Regions from separate parts of the Capsicum annuum genome. Here region 1 is linked to region 2. The links are chromatin contacts, called in public Hi-C maps. All regions are on one chromosome and are shown on one strand. Each heading gives the region's core, a stretch centred on a gene start, on an enhancer-like site or on the middle of the called end of the contact. The rest is flanking DNA. Distances are from core to core; before and after follow the strand shown.

Evidence for each region. A called contact is a pair of places that touch in the nucleus more often than the background predicts.
Region 1: a contact with region 2 is called in a Hi-C map of placenta, with 4 times the contacts expected there. The contact joins two enhancer-like sites. A contact is called at or near these places in 2 of 5 Hi-C or Micro-C datasets (leaf and placenta).

What each region holds. Positions count from the first base shown.
Region 1 is chr11:32,551,807-32,557,046 of UCD10Xv1.1, reverse strand. No RefSeq gene overlaps it. Among protein-coding and RNA genes, the nearest start is that of LOC107846561, 63 kb to the left of the region's middle. Within about 2 kb of position 3,961, at least 1 of the 5 cell types and tissues checked has an H3K27ac peak or open chromatin away from gene starts, as enhancers often do.
Region 2 is chr11:32,315,015-32,320,218 of UCD10Xv1.1, reverse strand. It overlaps LOC107847556, which reads left to right. Exons shown (of 5, transcript XM_016691888.2): 3 at 2,682-3,284; 4 at 4,083-4,374; 5 at 4,987-5,204. The coding sequence ends at 4,997. Among protein-coding and RNA genes, the nearest start is that of LOC107847556, 9.6 kb to the left of the region's middle. Within about 2 kb of position 2,533, at least 5 of the 5 cell types and tissues checked have an H3K27ac peak or open chromatin away from gene starts, as enhancers often do.

The sequences.
Region 1 (5,240 bases), core at 2,712-5,211, 240 kb before region 2:
TAAAATATTTTAAAACATGATAGGGACAAATAAACCATCTCTTATTTTTTTCTTCAAAAATTTATAAAAATTAAATATGAATTTATTTTAGAAAATTATTTAGAATTAAGAAGTATAAAAAAATAATTAAAAAGAAAAAAGTGAGCCAAAATTGAGTTTCAAGACTCAAAATATGACAGACGGGTAAGACTTTGACAATATACATTCTTTATCTATCGTGTTAAATTCATCACAAGTTATAATTGACAAAATATATATTTACAAATGTCACTCTGATACTCAACTTATTCAATGATCAAAGTTATTCCTAATGATATTTTACTTTTACAATTTTCTCAATTCCGATCATCCATTATTGAGTTTATACTGCTATTAGGATATAAAATTAAAATCTCATCTTAAATATGTTGGTCGTCATATTACGGCTGGTCGTATTTGGAACCAGCAATATTGTGCTCCTATACTTTAAAAAAGTAGGGTGGAACGAGTGTAACAATTAATATTAATTATTACATTTTAAACAACTTGTTTGATGATTGTTGTATACGTTCACGACATCCCTTGCTTCTCGCAAGAACGGCTCCTCGGTGGTGATGGAAGTTCACCCAAGTTGTGGTGCCACAACCTTCGAACTAGGCGTGCCTTCTCCGATTCAATCAGGGGGCTAATCTGTTCGGCCAAACGATCTTTTTGTTCTTTAATCTTGGCCAATTCAAGTTTATCTTAATAGTTTAGTTGGTTAGTTACTTGAACTTCCACCTTATTGGTGGGTTCGATTCTCCACACTATAATCCCCTCCTCCATTCTCCTTCCCCTACCCCCAATTTTTTTTTAAAAAAAGTACTTTATCACTCACTTTAAATATAATATACTTATTTTGATTATTACTTAAATATTTTGATACTATTGAATAATGAGAAATCTCATTTTATATAATGATTATTTTGGTGTGGGTCATTATTTTTTATTAATTTTATTTTATCCTCACTATCGCTTTTGCTATAATACTCTATCCTGATATTTTTATTTTTCTTTATAATATTTTAAAGGGATAATACTCATAAAAATATCTGAACTTTGACCAGATTTTCAGTTGAGCATACTGGACTTTGCGAGGGTCCTATTACACCCTAGACTTTTTGAAGTAGATTTAATTCCCCCCCTCCCCCCCGAAACTCTATATCCAGTTTCGGCGGCTGACAGTGTAATACACGCGTCAATCTCGTTTTAACACGTGTATTGGCGCGTGTAATACACGTGTCAACCTCATATTTATACGTGTCTAAGTGGGCAGATATATGCCATTAAAATACGACAAAAAAAGTCTAGGAGTAATAGAAACCCCGCAAAGTTCAGTATCCTCAACTGAAAATTCAGTCAAAATTCAGATATTTTTGTGAGTATTATCCCTATTTTAAGTTTATTCTTAAAATCTATAATGTGTGATACTATTTAAAAATAAAAAAGTTATAATCGACCTAAATATTGTATTTATCAAATAATATGAAAATAATAAAATATGATATAACCACCCAGAGTTGTTAAATAAAAAGGTTTGAGTTTTTATTCACCACCAACGGATGTGGTACAGTGGTTAGGGTTGCTTCTCTTTTAATCCGAGGTCTCGCATTCGAGCTCTGGGTATGAAAAATCTTTGATGTGGAGCGCTACCTCCAAATGAATCCTATCCAATACCAATTTAAATTAATCGAGTTTCAATATGAGTATCGAACACCGAATGAGAAAAAAAAGAATTTTAATTCACTCACAACATAGGCTCTGCCAAAACCTACACTTTCAAATGAACTTAGTATCAGGATTGGACGAATATTTTATCCATGACATTTAATATGAAATAGGGTCTGCCAGACCTATACACGTGTAGATGTTAGAATAAATTTACGGAGATAAATAACATAGAATATATTTAAGAAATTAAATAAATTACTCCTATGAAAATATATTATGATATTGTAACAAAATATGACATTAATGTGTTACAATTAATTCTTTTATGTACTAGTTTAATTAATAGCATTTATTTAGAGTTGATACTCTCGTTCGCTTTTACTTATTACTTTTTGATATGACACACACATCAAGAAAACAATTATTGATATGACTATTTACGACACTACTCTTATTAGTTGATGCATGTTTATAGTAATACTAGTTTAGGTGTATGCGCCTCGTGCGTGTACCCCACTTTATTGAATTCAAACGTTACACTAAATAGGATATTTCTCTAAATAATAAAGATGAATATAATAATTAAATTCAACATCTTTTGGAGAATTTATTTAATTAAACCTAACCTTTACTGAAAAATTTCTCATAGACGATCGACATTCATCTACCACCTGTAAACTGTAAAAAAATAATACGATGATAGAGACAGCAAAATAATATAATTAAATCTAACCTTTACACAAAAGTTTTCTCAAGCCGCCTGATACAAGCCAAATGGCCTCCGAGTTTCTAGAGAGGATGCTTAGGGTCAAATGACACTTGAAGAATTCTTGAGGGCTATCTAAAGGCATTCATTGGATAATTATGATGACCAAGGAAACTCAAGGGACGTTAGAGAGGCAAATGAAAGACTAAATGGGGCTAGAAAGCCCCCGAAAGAGGAGATGCGCCCTCTCCGCTATGGAGGTGTGCCCAACCCGCTCTAGATCCGCTAGAGCGGGTCAAAACAACCCACTATACCGTTGGGATATGCCCCAAGTGTGCCCCATATGCTCAAGCAAATGCCTAATGAGCTTCTATGTGTTTGTCTTTCTTAAGTGGGTCATTTTTGGGCCCATATGATGTAATAATCTATCCTGGACTATAAATAGTCCTTCTTTTCATTTTAATAGGTAGTTTATGTTGAATTATGAATTTGAACACTTGTGAGAGTGTGAGACAAGCGTGGATTTGCTTGTGTTGATCTTTTATTTAGAAACGTGGGTTTCTTGGGAATCGATTCCCTTGAGATCTACGTAAGATTTAGGTGCTTTGTCCAGTTTAATTGATTGAGGGTTTAAGGTTTGATACACCCTTTATTTGATTTCAATTCCTTGCATTGTGTCTATCTTATTGCTTCTCTATCTATCTTTAGCTTTTGTATTCGTATCGTAGTTTAGTTTTTGATCTCATACATTATTCGTGTATCAATTGGTACCAAAGCCGAGCTTGATTTCATTCCCACGAAGTCAATTTTGGGTTTGTTATCTAAAAAAAAGTATGTCAAAAATATTTTTAAGAAAACTCCTCCAAAACAATTTATGTTATTGAGTCCTTCTTGTTGTTTCTACACTAGATTTGTTTCATTTAGGGATATTTAGATTGGAACTTGGTCATTTAGTGTGTTTGGAAGTGCATTTAGAAGAAATCACCACTGCTTTCTTGAAATTTGAATAAATGGGTTCTTAGATCTAAAAATTTTTGGTTGAAATTTGAGGTCGAAGAAGTTGAAAGGTGTTTCCATGGTTGAAACAATCTTAGGGTTAAAAGATGGTGTCATTTGGAGAAGTTTGAAAAATCCACCATTTTTACAGTTTTAAAGGTTGAAGGAAATACAAGTGGATTTGAAAATTTGAAAGTTTTGTAGATGTTTTGAAGGCTAATGATGCATGTAATATGTTTCTTATGTTGATGAGAGCCTAAGGTTAAAATTTCGTAGAATTCCGAGCCAAAACAAAGAAGTTGTGCATTTTGGATTTTCAAAATTGTTCTTGGTGTTCTTGAGATGATTCATATATTCAAGTTGAATCTCAGCAAAAAGTTGTTGTTTGATCCAAAAAGGATAAATAAAAAGTGTACAAAAGTGTTAGTACAGGAGCACCTTTGAAGATTAAAAGAATATTCCAAGAGAAGAAGATAAAAAGGGACCACAACAAGTACATTTTGGCCCCTTGTGCAAGCATTTCGGCTGAGCTGCCTTGGAGGTGCCTTGGATGTGCGCCCAACCTGCTAAAGTGGGTCAAGGGCAGCCCAAAATAGTAGCTTATGCATTGGTGATGGCCCCCATATGCTCTAGATCTGCTCCCGATCCGCTTCGGCTTGTTTCAAGCGCAGATCACCCTTTTCAACACACTTTTTGCAAGGTTCCATCAATCTAACTTCATTTCATGATTCTTAACTTCATATTTTGATTCTTAAACACTAATTAACAACTAATAATTGATCTATTAGTTGATTAATTAGATCTAGAGTTCAATTCTTTCTTATCCGTTTTTGTGTGCTTTTCTCTTTTATTTTTGTTGAACCTTCTAGATTCAAGTTCGTTAGTTATTTTTGAGTTTTTTCTTTTCAATTTCAAACAAGAATCTATTACTACCTCAAGCCACAATTGGTACTAACCATTCTCCTTGGAAAACAAAAAACCTATCAACGCTTGCGACGCCAATTGAGTGACAAAAAAAGGTGTGAACTTTGAGAGCTTATGAGGTTGATCTCTTTAACTTTAACTTTTTTGTTGTCTTTGTTTTTGTTTAGTATTTATTTTCTAGGTAATATGACATTGGGAAAGGTTACCATGGAAGCTATAATGGAGGCTATAATGAGTGTGAAACAAGATATAAATCAAAGTATGGAAAGCATGGAAAGTTCACTCTCAAGAATGATAGATAAAATAATAGATAACCTACAATCCCCTAACTTCGTCTTATCCAATCCACCAAATTCCCGAGCTTCTTTGAGTGGACATGCTCCAAACTAACTTCAAGGTAATCAAACTAACTCTTGTACTCTAGTAAATGAGGCTAGTAGCCAACTAAGTGTGGAAGATAGTTTATCTTTAAGTGAGCTTAATATCTCCATACTTTATGATGATAATGTACAACTTGAAAGCATGAAACACTAGTTGATACTTATGATTACAAAATTGACTCTTCTAGTAAGAGCGATTTGTGTCCACCTAGTGTTAAAGACATTGAGATAAGTGATAGTATATTGTCTTGTGGAAGTCATGAGGACCGACTTGTGTGTGAACCTAAGACATCACTTGGGAAGGTTTGTGAAGTGTTTAAAGGACCTCAAGTGAATGGTGATATTGAGATTGTTGGTTGATTGAATGAGAATGACCCTCTAATTGCCTTTATTGAGGATCACGCTAGTATAGAGGGGTACAAATAATTGTATTGGCGGTAATCTTGGGGGGGGGGGGGAAATGCTTTCTAAACCCATGTCCATGGACACTCTACCCATTTGACCCCTGTGATCATTTTAAATGTGGTGGTTCTTCTCCACACCAC
Region 2 (5,204 bases), core at 1,284-3,783:
CTACGTTTCTTCACGTTATATTAGATTGTAAACGTGCATTATAGATCAATATTTAGATCTAAAAATTACATAAATACACAATTTATATTTTTAATATTACAAAAAATTTTAACTCCCTAAACATATTAGGAAAAAATTATTATTTCCACCCTAAACTATACTCAAAAAGTCTAAAACACACCTAAAATATAGGAGTGACCTAATACACATTTAAACTACTTAAAAGTGAAATTTTCTACACTCTATAAAGCATTATACCACTTACATATGGTGTGGTATTTCACACGCGTCTGTCACATCAACGCCAAGTCAGCAGAATACGAAAAAAATAAAAAATTTAATATTTTCATATTTTTTTTAAAAAAAATTAAACATATGCTAACACACATACCTCTATTTTTTGATGGATTAATAGTTAACACACTCACATAAGGGGGACATGGAAGAGAATTGAGAGCCAAAAAGGGAGATTTGAGAAGAGAGTAACGTGAGAGAGACGGCCAATCGCGAGAGAGGATAAAATAGACGGTGAATTTGAGAAGGGAAAGGAGATTGTAGGTGAAAATGAGAACTACCAGTTGGAAAAAAGAAGAAGAAGTAAAAAGCCAGAATCTTGAGTGAGTAGAAATCTGATACTGAAAATTGGTTACAACATTCTTGATAAAGTCATTGTTGTTGGATTTGGGAGGTTTACGCAGGGCTTCGTCGGCGTCCGGCAACTCGTCAGAGTAAGAAGGAAGCATTTAATGAAGATTTTAATAAACAAGAAATGGTTGTAAAGTAAAGAAGAGAGGCGAAGGACAAGAAGGATAGAAAATTATTTTAGTAGTAGATCGACACACTCAACTTTTACTAATCGTGACTATACTACATGGGCATAATTTATTATTCAATAGATAATTTTAGAATCAATTATACAAAATGATATTAGGAAGCATTCTCGTCAAGTGTTTGATGAAGTGTGACGAAAGTTTTCAAAATTTGCCCGTTTAAATAACAAATTTAATTTAATTTTGTTAATGGTGAAATTGATATTGATTCGGTGAAGGTGGAGAATGGGGTGTGAAGAAATTGCTTATTTGATGGTAGAGATGGAGTTTGAGGGTGGGGGTGATGAAAAAGATGTGTTGGTTGGGGTGGGGTTGGATTTGGGGGTAGGGATGATGAAGAAGAAGATGTTTGGGGGTGGGGGAAGGGAATTTTTAATTTTTAATTATTTTTTTCATTTTTTTATTTAAACGCGTCTTTTTAAATTTAAATAATTATATTTTTTTCACGTCAGATTTAAGGGGTAAAAAATTTCACTTTTAAATAGTTTAGGTGTGTATTAAGTCACTCCAATAATTTAGGTGTGTCCTAGATTTTTCAAGTATAGTTTAAAATGAAAACAATAACTTTTCTCAATATATTACAAAAATTTAACATATACATAGAATATTCTGTATATATCAACTAAAAAAATAAAAAAAATATAATTACTTTCAAAAGAGTTGATATTTATGTTATTTATATTTTTAGATAACCACAAAAATTTTAAGTATTGCAAGTCAAACTTCAAACTAAAAGTCACGAGATAAATAGGGATGTCGATAAAGTTTATCCAAGAAAATTATACTTAATCTAACCACGTTCACATGATACTGTTTCTTTTTTAATTATTTCATTAAAATAAAATATACTTTATGTAAAAAGATTTAACATCAACTTTTTTTTCTTTAATTGCATATTTTTATAGTCATAAAAGACCGCTAATTTTAAAAGTATTTTCAACTTTGAGGAGCAGCTATCTCATCAAAAATACAGCTTTTGATAAGAATTTCAACTGTGGCCTTAGAATTAGGCACACTATTAAAATCTGTTCTGCTTTTTTTTTCAGAGAATTGATTTGAGGAGACATGAGTAGAAATTATTTTTTAAAAATAATTTTTTCATTGATTCACAGTTGAAAAAGCCTCAATTTCCAACTGTTTTTATTTTTAGAATAAAACGTTTAAGTTAGAATAAATTTTGTTAATACCAAATATGGGTTCAATCTATTTATAGTAGACAATTCTGTTATGCAAATTTACTATTTTTGCAGCCCCGCTAGTTTTACTCTTAACATTCATATTATTTTATTTTAGAACTTTTTTTATTTTTTGGAATAAAAAATTTAAATAATTACACTACCAAATATAGCTCAATCTATTCTATTAATCTATTCAAATAGATTTTTTGATAGAGCAATTTACTATTTTTGCAACCCTCACCAATCAGTTAAATACAAAAAGAAAAAGGATAAAAACTATAATTATCTTCTCAAGTAACTTAACCGAATAAGGAAAGTATATACTACTTATTTCTTTTCTATTCCTTAACGAGATCCAATTTTGACCACGTCTAAAAATAGGAAAAAAATAAAAAAGACTTCACTCGGTTAAATCCAGAAAAAAGGGGGAAAAAATCTCACGTGTCAAACATTTAACGCGGTTATCTTAAAGCGTGTCGCCCATCATAAACATTGCTGTCGTCCACCATACTTCAATAAAAAAAAAATTCTACAACATTACTATATAAAAGTCCTCTCAATTACTAGAGGTTCATGTCTTGTTTGCTTTTGTCAAGAGCTGTTTAATAAAAATTCTCTCCGTTATCAGAATTTATCATAATTTCATTCATATTTGTTGCTTGTTTTTGGATAGACAACTTGTATAACAAAAACATCAGCAATGGAGTTATTCCACAAAGCAAAAGCTGTTCGTTTACAAAGCCACCATGACAAGTACTTAACAGCTGAGGAAGACGAAGAATCCGTAACACAAGATCGTAACGGAGCATCAAAAAATGCAAAATGGACAGTCGAGTTCGTGCCAAAAACTGATAACGTTATTCGTTTAAAGAGTTGTTATGGAAAATATTTAACTGCATCAAATCAGCCATTTCTTCTTGGTATGACTGGTAGGAAAGTGCTTCAGACGATTCCAGCTAGACTTGATTCATCCATCGAATGGGAACCTATTAGGGAAGGGCAACAAGTTAAGTTGAGAACAAGATATGGACAGTTTTTGAGAGGGAATGGTGGACTTCCCCCGTGGAGAAATTCTGTTACGCATGATATTCCTCAGAGGACTAAGACACAAGATTGGGTGCTTTGGGATATTCATGTTGTTGAAATATTGCCTCATTCGAATGGTGTTCCTGCAGCGCCTGCGGTGGAGTTGGGGAGGAGTTCAGATTCGTTTGCTTCTGAATCTGGTTCTCCTACTACTGGGTCCTCAAAATCTCTCAGCTTTTCTAGACAAGAGGTACTACTTCAATTTTCCAATTTTTGATCTTTAAAATGATATATAGATTTTGCAGTTTTTTATTATTTTTTGGGGGGTTGTTGGGGTTACAAGGTGTGGGTATGAAAGTTCAGCTAATCAACCAAACGAGCTAATAAGATTTCCGGCAGAATGTTCGTATTTGCACCTTAGGAGGTATCTTAATTTTATGCTTCCACTATATTTTGGAACGCACTTGATGTTGACTCTGAGGGTTCTTTGGATCCTAATCTGGGATAAAAATTGGTATTACATTTATCCCATGTTTGGTTAGGGATGTCAACGAGGTGGGGGTGGGGCGGGCAGGTTTAGACATGTGCAGAGCGGAGCGGGGCAGGTTTAGTTTGGTTATGAGTTTTAGCTAATATTGTAAGAAATCTTGCTATTAGCTATCACGCGTTAGATGTGGGATAGCTAATAATCCTGGAATTATTAGTCCCCGGTGTGTGGCCGAATCTAGTTCAATTGTGCAAATTATTTCAGGAAAAAAGTTTAAATTTATCCCTCTAATTCCAGCTGTGATTTAAAATTGCTCCATTACAGGTGATTTCTTATATTAATGTCATATTATAGGATATGTGTATATTTCACCCTTTTGGCTTATGGACCATGGTTATTATTATCCGTTTAAAATTTTGGTGTTTGAGTGAGCTACTTTTAACACATGCTGCAGGACATAAATAGAAGTGTTGGTGAATCTGTTAGTTTGAGATGTGAATTTGATGATTATTATGATGAGGTACTCAATTATCTCTCCCCTTTTTTTCCCGCTTTTGGCAGTCAAGTGATTCTTTGGTTAATTCGCCGCCTAAGATGGGAGACGGAAGGCTTATATATTATCACATGACGGATGAATTTGGAGAAGTTGAAGAGGGAACAGAGGGACTTTGCATAACTTTCAAGGGAAATAGTGTTGAGGATCTAAGGAAGAGATTGGAAGAGGAAACGGGGCTTGAAGATATTACTGTGTGTACTAAGAGTCCTCTGAACGGGAAGCTTTATCCTCTCCGCTTGCAGCTTCCTCCCAACAATGCAAATATGAATGTTATTATTTTGCCATCTTCATCAAAAGGTGACACTTTTACTCTTCTGCTTGTATTGAACTTGGTTTCATTTCGTGGAAGTATGATTTTTTTAGCTTGGTGTTTCTGTTTGAGCATTTTGTTCAACTTGAGCTATAATGTTTATATCAATCAAAATAACTTGAGGTTCTTTTACATGGAGTCTGTAGTGTGACTAATGAAGAAAGATTTATCACCATTGCTATTGTGCGGTATTTAGCAAAGTCACTGATGTCTCATTGAGTTGTTCATGCCTCTATTCTTGAATAAAAGCATCAGCCCTTGATTTCCTTCTAACCAACGGTGCATAGACAATTAAGGAACTTACTCAAAGCTTGTCTAAAGCTTACTTTGTTATATCAATTTGGCTGTCAATCGATGGCTTGAATGCTTAGTTTGAGAATATTGCTTGTGTTCTGTAGCCAACTGATAGTAACATTGATATTACTATCCAATCTCATCACTCACCCCGTTGCATAATTCGAGCAGTGTTGAATCCCATACACAGTGAAGTTAATCATAATGGTGACTCAGCCTTCTTTTTCCACTTCTTGTTGAATCTTTATTGCCTTTAGATGAATTACTTGTTGCTGGTGTTAACCTCTTGTTATGGTGTTTATCAGAGGCATTGTAGGCCAACTCGAGGAACACTACACGGATTGATGCAGTAGATGGATGTGTAGCTGGATATTTTTCAGAGTAAAAGATGGATTTCATCGTACATGGATGTGTAGCTGAATTTTTGTATCAGTAAAAGATGGAGACCGTTTAAAACGTATAGCTCCTTTATTATTATGCATTTGTATATAAGGTTTGTATATAAGGTTTTGAGTGCTGAGAA